Regions from separate parts of the Monodelphis domestica genome. Here region 2 is linked to region 1. A link is a contact called in public Hi-C data. All regions are on one chromosome and are shown on one strand. Each heading gives the region's core, a stretch centred on a gene start, on an enhancer-like site or on the middle of the called end of the contact. The rest is flanking DNA. Distances are from core to core; before and after follow the strand shown. Region 1 has its middle 130 kb from the start of ARID1B. Region 2 holds the start of ARID1B (AT-rich interaction domain 1B).

Region 1 (5,388 bases), core at 1,098-3,597:
TTATTTTAATCTTGATTCTGGCCCTGAGACAGCAAAAACAATGGTTTGCTATTCCCTGAAAAATTACAGTTATTGTTGTAACTTGTTCCCCTCATCCCTAGCCCCAGCCCAAAGCAGGATAGGCTTCAAAGGGAAATTCACTTGAATTGCAGCTGTATAAGGAGTAAATTTTACACAGGCACATCCTTAGTGTCCTTTCCTCTTTGATCCTTCAAGAAAGGACAATAGAGGCTTCACCTTGGGTGAAATGATAATTGGTTATGGACCACTCACTACTGAATAGCCATGCACCTACCTGAATTCAATTTCCATCACTGGAACTCTCTACATGGCCCTAAGGCTTACAGAGACTTTGTGGGCATCTGATTTCAGACCAGGTCTCTTCTAGATTAGGATAGAAAACATGGATTTAGCTGGCTGTGCAGCTGCTAAATCCATTTTTGGCTTGTGTGCTTGGCAATTCAACATCTTTCCCTACAATGAAAACAAGATTATCAGTAATATCCAAATGAGATTCCCTGTCTTCCCTCCCATCTCCTATCAGTATGTCAATAATAATTTTTATTTAGATGGTCACAGTACAAGCTCATCAGTTCTGTATAAGCAATAAGTAATATCTACAGCACTGCTATTTCTTTCATTTAACAGAGATGGAAACTAAGGTAATAATAGAACAAGAATTTTCCAAGGTCACAGCAATCACTTGTCAGAAAAATAGAATTTTAGTGGCCAAAGAACTTTGTTAATAGACTGCTTGTTCCAATTAATGTTACCTATTCTATTCTTCATTTTCCTTTAAAGATTTTTTTCAAAATCATTTTTAAAGTGCACTGAATTATGGTATGAAATAAAATTAGCCAGGTTTTAGCCTTTCTGGCCTATACTTCCTTTCTTCTTTTTTCATCATTTCTTAGGCATATCCTTGAAAACTGCTTCATTTTGCATTTTCTCTCTTCTATTCTTTTTTTTTATCATGCTCTTGTTGGTTATCCGAATTTCTTCAGAATATCCAAAAAGAAAATGTTTTTGGTATTTTTGTGTTACTCAGGTGAGTGAGTTTTGAACAAATTTTGGGGTGGACCCCAGGCATAGACTCAACTAGCTTAAACCAGGTTTTCTAGAAACCAGTTTTCTTTTCAAATTAGTCCTGCTCTCCTAGATTGTGTACTAGATAGACTCAGTAAATTATTTCTCATGATAGATTTTCCACAAATGATTTGGTTTGTTGGTGCACTGGAAACAAATTTGTAGTCAAAAGACCTCGGTTTGAATTTTGGTTCTGCTATACGTGTTGCCTGTATGACCTTGGGAACATCAATTGACTGGCTATTAGTTACCTCATTGTAAAATAAAGTTTTAACTAAATCAGAGGTTCAACCTAGGGTCTATGAACTTGTTTTTAAATTTATTTTTATTTCTTAAAAGAAAGTGAGAAAATAATACTTCAATTTGCACTCCAGTTCATCAGTTCTCTCTGGTGGTGAATAGTATTTTTCATCATGAGTATTTTGGAATTGTCTTGGATCACTATTGATCAGTGGCCAAATCTTTCACAATTGCTCATTACAATATTGCTGTTGCTATGTACTTGTTTTTTTTTAAAAAGAATAACTTGATAACTATATCAATATGATTAGTTTCCTTCACAATCCCACGTCTTTCATTTTATGTGTTTAAAGTCACTTTAAGAATAGAGCTGTCGGCTTTATTAGATTGCCAAAGAGATCTACATACAAAAATAGTTAAGAATACAGTTCTTAGCTTTTTTTGTTTTTTTGTTTTTTTTTTGTATCATGGACCCATCCCATTGGAAGTCTGGCAAAGCCTTTGGACTTCTTTCTGAAAACGTTTTTAAGCAATTGTAAGAGATACTAAATATAAGTTAATAAAATAAAAATTTACTTCCCCCTCCCAATTCGTTTTCATGCACTTTCTGGTGGAACAGGAACCCCAGGTTTGACCCTGTATCACTATCCTTTCGGTCTTTAAGGATGCTCTTCTTTGGTCCTATCTCATTCCATGGTCTCCCTTGGAATGGAGTTTCAGCATGGAAGCAAAACTCCCTAATTGCAACATCACGAGGCGCTTCTATTAAAAAAAAAAAAAGTAACGTGTGCCCTCTAAAGCTACTCTCAGTTTCCAGTCTTTCCCCCTCTCCTTCTGGAAGACGCGTTGGTCTGTGAAGCTGGGTGATGGTAAATCAGTCTCTTCTCTCCGCCTGGGCCTCCGTGTGCCAGGGGAGTCCATTCCGGGTTTTGCACCCAGCCCCACCGCTCCTCCAGCTGAATCCCTCTCCAGCCTGCGCGGCCTCGGCTGCTCCTGCAGCCCGGGGAGTGCGCGAGGCAGAAGCTCACGCAATCACAGGATAGTCGGATCCTTACACCGCTCACTCTTAAACTGGAGCCGGCGGACAGACGGGCGGGCGAGCGAGCGGAGACTACTCCCCTCCCCGCGCATCCCCTCTCCAGCTTTCTCAACGTTCTCCCCACAAACGCGGGCTTGACGGAGAAAACAAGCCGACCTTGGGGCCGGAAGGCTGGGCCGAGATTCCTGCGGGGGCGGGGAGGCAGGGACTATTTTCTCTCCCTGGGTCCTCGCCTAGCAGCCTGTAATGAACAACATTCCTGGGTTGCTGCGCTCGCTCTCCTTGCTCGCTGCCTATTAGCTGTTCCGGCTCCCTCCCCCTGCTGCATGTTTTCCGCCCTAGTAAAGATCATGCAAACAAAATAAGCATTGAATGCCCTTTGCAAAGTGAACTAGAGTTGGTCGAGGGGAGGGCCTATTCCCCCCTCCCCCCTCCCGAGTGCGTGTTTCTGAGCTGCTAAAAGTCTTGTTTTAGCTTAAAAGTGGAAAGAAGGTGAAGGCTTGGGGGGGGGGGGGCGGTGAGGGGGAAAGGAGCTACTTTCAGTTGCTCCACAAGCATCAATAGTTGTCACTAAAATCAAACTGACGTCAGCCCTGGGTAAAAAGATATGTCTCTTTTGTTCTCATTTTCTCTCCCCCTCCCTCCCCCCATTTGCAATCAAAGGCAAGAACATTTTGGGGGGAAAGACAAAAAAAGAAAAAAATATATTAATTACAATTCAAAGATATCTTCCATTAGAGATCCTGTCTGGGCGGTCGGAATGTTTAATGAATGCATCAAGCCTTTTGATCTCTCTGAGTCAGTCGGGTTCAGTTGTGCCGGAAGGTTAGTTGCATATCCTGTGGCTGATCTGAAATTCGATCAGCAGAGGGGGCAAAGAAAAGAAAAGCATTTTAATGGGAATCAATAGAGGATCATAGGTCCTGGAAGGAAATACGTGTTGATTAAAAATGCCATGTGATTTAAAAAAATGTACACTGCTTTCTTAAAAACAAAAACAAAAAGGAAAAGGAAAAAGCAACCTTTAAAAAGAGAGGAGGAGGGAGGGGAGAGGAGAGGAGAGGAGGGACAAGGAAAAGAAAAAAAAAGCAACACCCAACCCAACCCAGCCCTAGCAATCTATTTTCTGTGTGTGTTGGTGCCAGAGAGGCAGTCAGCAGACCAACAGTTTGTGTAATGCTGCAAGCTACAGCGGGCAAATTTAAAGCTGTATGCTCTAAACAACATCATAAATACTTATTGAAAATGCATTTCTGTTTCTAACTAAGGTTCATTCATGCATTATACAACACACCTAGGGCTGCAGTTAGAAAGACTTAAGAGGAAAAACAAGGGGTTCTCTGACACTCTTAAAAACTAAACTAAGCCTTACTTTTCCCAGCCTTTAACAACTGATACTGAGAACATTTTTCTGGCTTTCTTAAAGTGCGAGTAACAACTTTCAAAGGTAGAGTTGCTACTGACTCGAATATCCTGTTTTAAAAAGTTGTAAATTTATTTTTTTTTAATGTGATGTTAGTTCAGATAGGAAGGAGAGAGAACAGTGGCACACAGCATATTGATTGGGTTAGAGTGGGAAATGATTGCCCTGTTGGAAGAAATAGTGATCAACAATGTAATAAAATGGTTCAGGACTATTTAGTTATCTACCTACTATAGTGGGAAATGTGGAGAAAAATCCCTTTTAAAGGACCCTATAACAAACACATGCACCAACTTATCAAGGCTGTTCTTCATTAAGTTTCTGCCTTCTGGCTGCTGCTTTTCTCCATCTTTTCCTTATTCTCATCATTAAAAAAATCACCCACTGAGAAATATGGAACGGAGCAAGAACATTTTATTTGCATATTATTCTAACATTTCATATTTAGAGTATCAGGACCTGGCAGTAAGAAGAGCCACTATGCAGCCACATCTGTTTGTCTTTTACCTTAATATTTCTCATCACACATCTAGTAAGAGGCTTTTTGCTCTCCTGGCAAGGCTTAGTAACTTCACTAAAGGGGGAAAAATAAGGTTCACACAAGTAACAGAAGTAACAATTTAAAGAAATATGTGAAACATTCTACTTGTCCATTGAAAAATCTAGAAGGAATACAAATCGCAGATTAAATACAACAAATGAAAATAAAATTTTGTTTCAAATTATGATCAGTTAAGGGGAAAAGATGGGGGTAGTGGAGGTAAAAAAAGAAAATAAGAAGGTAAAAGCGGGGAAAGAATCAATTAAGAAACATCTATCAAGTGCCTACTTTGAACTAACTGGGCTCTATCATTGGTTCTCCAAATATAAAAGTGAGGCAGGTCTAACCTGGAAGAAATTTATATTCTGGTAGGAGTGTACAGCTCATTGTAATAGAGGGAAGACAAGGGAAATAGATTTTGGTCTAGGCTGTCACAGGAATTGTGAGAGAAGTTATTTTTTTTTAAACCCTTACCTTCCATCTTGGAGTCAATATTGGCTCCAAGGCAGAAGAGTGGTAAGGGCTAGGCAATGGGGGTCAAGTAACTTGCCCAGGGTCACACAGCTGGGAAGTGTCTGAGGCCAGATTTGAACCTAGGACCTCCTGGCTCTCAATCCACTGAGCTACCCAGCTGTCTCTCCATCTCTCCCCCTCTCCCCCTTCCCCGTGAGAGAAGTTATTAAGGCAGAAGACTGTTTCAAACTTTCTGTAGCAATGACTTAATTCTTGATCCCAAAACAAGAAGTAAAAGGGGAGCAGGGCACAGTATGTGATGTATGTGGCTTAGCAAATGACAAGATACCTTGGCTGGGAAGGTTCTGTTGTTCCATTGGGTGCCTGGAGAGGATGTGAAGGAAGCATAGTCCACAATTCTGAGATATAATGCATTAGGTAAGTTTCTACTTGCTCCCCTTAATAATTAAGACAATTCAACAATAGTCCCAAACTAAATGTATTTAGTTGTATTAGGGAGGGAGTTGCCTTTAGAAGCTGATAAATAGGGTTGGAGAACTGCTCTTTTGTTCTTGTTGGAGAGAAGGTCTCAGAAGCAGGGAAGAT
Region 2 (5,253 bases), core at 546-3,045, 130 kb before region 1:
GGTTTTTTCTAGTAGTTACCTGGGATCTGTTAATGGTCTGTCCAGTGTTTCCAGGGCTCATAGCTGGATGATTTCTTTGTTGTGCCGCTGCCCAGCCGGGGTTTGCAGTTCCATACTGGGAGCCCAGATCTTTGCCCATGCCCATGCCCGCTGCTGCCTGCTGGCTTCCTGGAGCTGCCCCCGCCGCTCCCGGCGCCTGGGACTGCTGCTGGCCTGGGGCATTAGGGTTGCCGCTGTAATCGGGGTAACTGCTGCCGTAGCTCCTCATCATAGGGCTTGGGGAAGTCAGCAGCTGATTGAGGGTCGGCGTGGCCCCCGAAGGGTGCTGGTTCTGCCCGGCAAAGCGCTGAAAACCTCCCGCGGCAGAGCTGGCAGCAGCGGCAGCCTTGCCCAGGCTAGTAGCTCCGCCGCCGCCTCCTCCTCCGCCGCCGCCGCCGCCGCCTCCTCCGCCGCCGCCGCCTCCTCCAGGGCCCATCATCATGTTGCTGCCCTGCTGCCGGGGGGAGCTCAGCACCCCGTAGCCCGAGGACGAGCCCCCATAGCCGCCGCCGCCGCCGCCGCCTCCCGCTGCTGCTGCTGCTGCCGCCGCTGCGGCCGCCGCCGCCGCCACTGCTCCTGCTCCCGCTCCTGCTCCTCCTCCTCCTCCTCCTACTCCACTACCTCCTCCTCCTCCTCCTCCTCCTCCTCCTCCAGCACCGCCGCCGCCACTGCCACCGCCTCCTCCTCCGCCTCCCGCGCCGGCCCGGCCGTAACCGGCATAATGGTTGTACTGGCTGTTGGGGTAGCCTTCGTGGGAGTTTTGCAAGGGGTCCATGCTGTTGGGGGGCCCTGTGGCGGCGGCGGCCGGGTGCATCATCCCCATCCCGGGGCTTTGTTGTCCGCCATGTTGATCAAAGCAAGGCCCGGCTCGGCTGCCTGTGCCGCCGCTCGCAGGGGGAGCGCTGCCATAGTAATTATTAAACTCCGAGACCCCCACCGCCGCGGAGGGGCCGCCACCGCTGCTGCCACCGCTGCCGAGGCTACCATTGCCGCCGCCGCCGCCGCCGCCGCCGCCGCCGCTGCTGCCGCCGTTCCCGGTGCTTTGGGGCGGCTGCTGCTGCTGCTGTTGCTGTTGCTGCTGCTGCTGCTGTTGCTGTTGCTGCTGCTGCTGCTGTTGCTGCTGCTGCTGCTGCGCGCCCAAAGCTCCCAGGCTGGGGTGCTCGTACCGGCCGCCCATCTGCTCCCCCATTTTATTCGGGAGCTCTTCTTCCTCGCCTGACTTGCTCAGCAACTGCTGCGCTTGGGTCTCGGCCTGATTTCCCAAAACACCGTCTTTGCCTCCTCCATGTTGCTGGGGCTCCATGTCAGGACTGGGCTGAGCAGAAGCACCAGCAGCAGCAGCAGCAGCAGCACCAGCAGCAGCGCCGCTGCCCCCCGCTCCGTTGTTGCTGCCGCCGCTGCCGACGACGACGAGGCTGTTGTTGTTGTTAGAAATTGGATGTTGTTGCTGCTGCTGCTGGAATTGATTTAGCTGTTGCTGTAGTGCATGATGGTGGTGGAGGAGATGGTGAGGATGGTGGTGGTGGTGGTGGTGGTGGGCATGATGGTGGTGCTGCTGGTGGTGGGGAGGTGCAGCGGGGGAATCGCCAACGTTTTTCAGTTTGTGGTTGGGGAGCAGCCCCGTCTCCATGGCCCGGGCAGACGAAGAGGAGGAGGAGGAGGAAGAGGAGGAGGATAAGACCTCGGCGTTCCCACCTTCCTTTAGAGCTGACTCGGACGAGCTGCTGCTGCTGCCGCTGCCGCTGCCGCCGCCGCCGCCGCCGCCGCCGCCGCCGCCGCCGCTGCTGCTCTTCGTATTATTATTACTGGCAGCCGCGGCGGCGGCGGCGGCAGCGGCGGCGGCGGCGGCAGAGCTCGCATTATTGGCCATGTTCAGTTCATTATGGTGGTGGAGGTGATGGGGAGCTACATTATTCAAGCCGCCGGTGCCGCCGCCGCCGCTAGTCCCATCGCCGCCGACCCCTAGCATGGATCCTGGTCCCGCCGCTCCGGCTCCCCCCCCGCCGGGAGATCCTGGGTCAAGTGAGCCGGCTACGGACGCAGAATGGGGTACCCCGATCACTGTGGTCTGCACCCGCCGGGGCTGATGCTACTTGCGCGGCCATGATCATTGCAACATCGCGAGTCAAATGTGCCCCCCCCAAGCAATCCACCCCCCCAAAAAAAAAACAAAAGAAAAGGGAGGGGAGAGAGAAAGAGGGAGGTAGGGAAGGAGAAAACAATAAAACACTTTTTTAATAAACAGCAACACTCGGTCTCTAGTCCACATACCCCCAAATTTTAAAAAAAATACCCCCCCTACCTTCCGCCTTCCCTCCCCCGCCCAAAGCCCTAGGTTGAGATTAGAAATGATAATAATATCTTACGGTCTATGCCTGTTCCTGCTGTGGGATTTCATGTTGAAAGTTTTTAGTTCAGGTTTAAATGAAACTTTTTTTTTTCTTTTCCTCTCTAACCCGGATATGGGTAAATACACGTCTGACTGAGCCTATCTGGCCCAGCATGGCATGAGAGAGAGAGGAGAGAGAGCTCTAACAACTATTATCCACTTCTCTCTGATTACTCCTGTGCACTTGCAAAACGCGGACTGGACTTCTCCCTCTCCCTCCCCCGCCCCCCCCCTTCCAGCACCACCATCACCACCACTCCCTCCAGAGCTGTAACTACCTTCTCCCGTCTCCTCCCGCTGCTCTAGCGGTGGCACACGGAGGAGACTCACCCGCGCAGGCACGGATGGGGGAGTCTTTTCTACAAAGCCCAGCAGCCGCTTCTAATGCAACAGCGTGGGGCAAAAGGGGCCTGCACTCTCCCCTTTTGCATCTGTTTCCCTGCCAACTAGGCATTAATGTGTTTGTTTTCATGTTTAAAAGGAACGATACAAAGGTGGAAAACGGGTCTGACTGGCAGACAAAAGAAAGAGACGGATTGGGGAACAAAGTTGTCTGTCTGGCTCAAAGGTTACATTGAGCTGACTAAAAATAAAAATATTTGGGCAATCTGAGGGAAAAAAGCATTAGCTATTTCAGAATTCATTATGTAATTTGCAAATGTTAACCCATTATGCTGTGGTTGGAAAGTTAGTCAACATAATTTCTACAACTTTGACTCAAACTATAAAATGAGCAGGATTAATGAATTTTTAGGAGGTTTGCAATGGACTATCCCATGTTTATTTTATAATAGCGCAGTACAGCTCTCTGTCTTAAAATGGTAGTGCTCTGGGCACAGGAATTGTTTGATCAAAGTTTCTTTACTAACCGCTCCCATCTACCTCTCAATTTTTATTAATATAATCATTGCCTGTGGTACAACTTGTTATATTTATATGCAAGACTATCAACAAGTAACAAAAGTTCGTTTCCTTTCTTGTGCCCATGGAGGGGCTTGCACCCCACAAATACACACACAACACGTGTGTTCTAATATTTATGTGAATAATTTTCAGTCATGCACACGTGTGTGTACATATAAACTGTACATGCTTTTTATGTGTTTCTATGCATCTGTTGTGCACACTCCCTGGTGCCTGAGTGCATACCTGCATTTGTGTATTTCTATATATACTCATATGTTCTTGCACAAATATATAAGATTCAGGTATGTTCTGTGTATACCTGTGATTGGCATGTGTGCATGCATACATATATTTCTAAATATACATGTACACAGGTAGATACCTTTCCATGCATGCATGCACACATACATACATATATTGTTGGTCACTAGAACAAACACCAAAATCTGAACTAGTTTTAGAAAGAAATGTATTAGGTCATCTGTCTGTTTCCACTAGGCACTTTTTGTCTCCACTCCTTAAAGGGGAACACTTAATTAAGTTGTGTAATGTTGTCTGATCCAAACCACTTTTAGAGGGAAGTTTAACTGCCAGTCATAACAGCAACAGCTCATGCTCATCCTCATCAGGACACCTGTGTGGAACCTTTCATCATGTTTCTAAAGTTAATGTGCAAAATAATCGTCTTAATATCAATTCACTGCCCAATGATGTGAAACAAAAGATATTTTTGCAGAGATGAGAAACCAAACAGCACCGAGTTTATATAAGATCCTCTAAACACAGATTAGTACAAATAGTTCATGCCCTGTTCTCAGAGAAATTATCATAATTGTTTTATAGCTTAAAAATAATTGAATATCATGATATTGATGTAAGAACTAGGGCAGTAGGTGGAAGAAAGTATTTAAAACTACAAGTTTCATTAGGCAATATAAAATTATACTACTCTAAAGCTAGCAATAAATACCATTTGACTACTATGAAATGTTTTGGGGGCTCTTTTTCTGCCTTAAAAAGTATGAGTGTAATTCAGTAGGATTTATTTAAGTTCCCGAAGTCTTCAACTGTGCACAAAAGTATTCCACTTTATTTCAAACACACTAGTTATTTTTGTTTGTTTGACCAAGTGTAAATATGTTACATGACTAATAGAAAACGATAGAGTGGAAAAAATTGGTGAGTAATTGTGGTGGGGGGAAATCAGGTGCATCCCCAAGGGTCATTACAGACTGTAGAAAAAACAAATTGCAATTCTATGCAAACCACTGGAAGGGGGGAGGTATATCATCTTGTAGAAGAGAGAATAACAGAACTGTAAGATGAATTCATGCCAAATCATTCATCAGCTTTTGCCAAGAGAATACTACATCTTTGTTACTGTGCCTTTTTGACATTTTTTTCCTGGATTTTCTTCTTTTCTATATTCAAATACATACTAATTATACACATTACACCATAAGTTGAATTTTTAAAAGTCTTTCATATGCAAATATAAATATATGTCTCTATGTATATGTTTATATGCATACATATATTCTAAAAATCCATTACATATTTATGGTTTTAGACATTTATGCTCACACTGGAGATATGTACACATAATCATTAAAAAAAGTTTAAAATCTGATAAAATGTATCAAAAGAAATCCAAATTATATTACCTGTACTTTGTGGTTTGTTTTCATAACTAACCCTGAGGGAAAATGAGTCACAAAGTTACTATTGACTCTTCTCCAAAAAAAAAAAAAAAGAAAAAGAAAGGTGGGGGGCATCTCATGTAGAAAAATCATGAAACTGGGAAGGTCCGAGGGTGTCAAGAAGTTTGTAGTTTTAAGTTCTTTTAATTCCATTTGCTTCAGCAAGTCATCTAGAAGATTGGAACCAAGAGGCTATAAAATAGAGGCCCTCAGCACAAT

Evidence for each region. Hi-C and Micro-C count contacts between places; a contact is called where the count stands out from the background.
Region 2: a Hi-C map of limb shows a contact between it and region 1, with 4 times the contacts expected there. The contact joins the promoter of ARID1B here to the enhancer-like site in region 1. A contact is called at or near these places in 2 of 2 Hi-C or Micro-C datasets (limb and spleen and liver).

What each region holds. Positions count from the first base shown.
Region 1 is chr2:438,124,555-438,129,942 of mMonDom1.pri, reverse strand. No RefSeq gene overlaps it. Among named protein-coding and RNA genes, the nearest start is that of ARID1B, 130 kb to the left of the region's middle. Within about 2 kb of position 2,347, at least 2 of the 2 cell types and tissues checked have open chromatin away from gene starts, as enhancers often do. A contact at or near this core is called in limb, where this site is marked.
Region 2 is chr2:438,250,419-438,255,671 of mMonDom1.pri, reverse strand. ARID1B (AT-rich interaction domain 1B) reads right to left here and starts at 1,795. Exons shown (of 20, transcript XM_056818987.1): 1 at 20-1,795. The coding sequence starts at 1,669.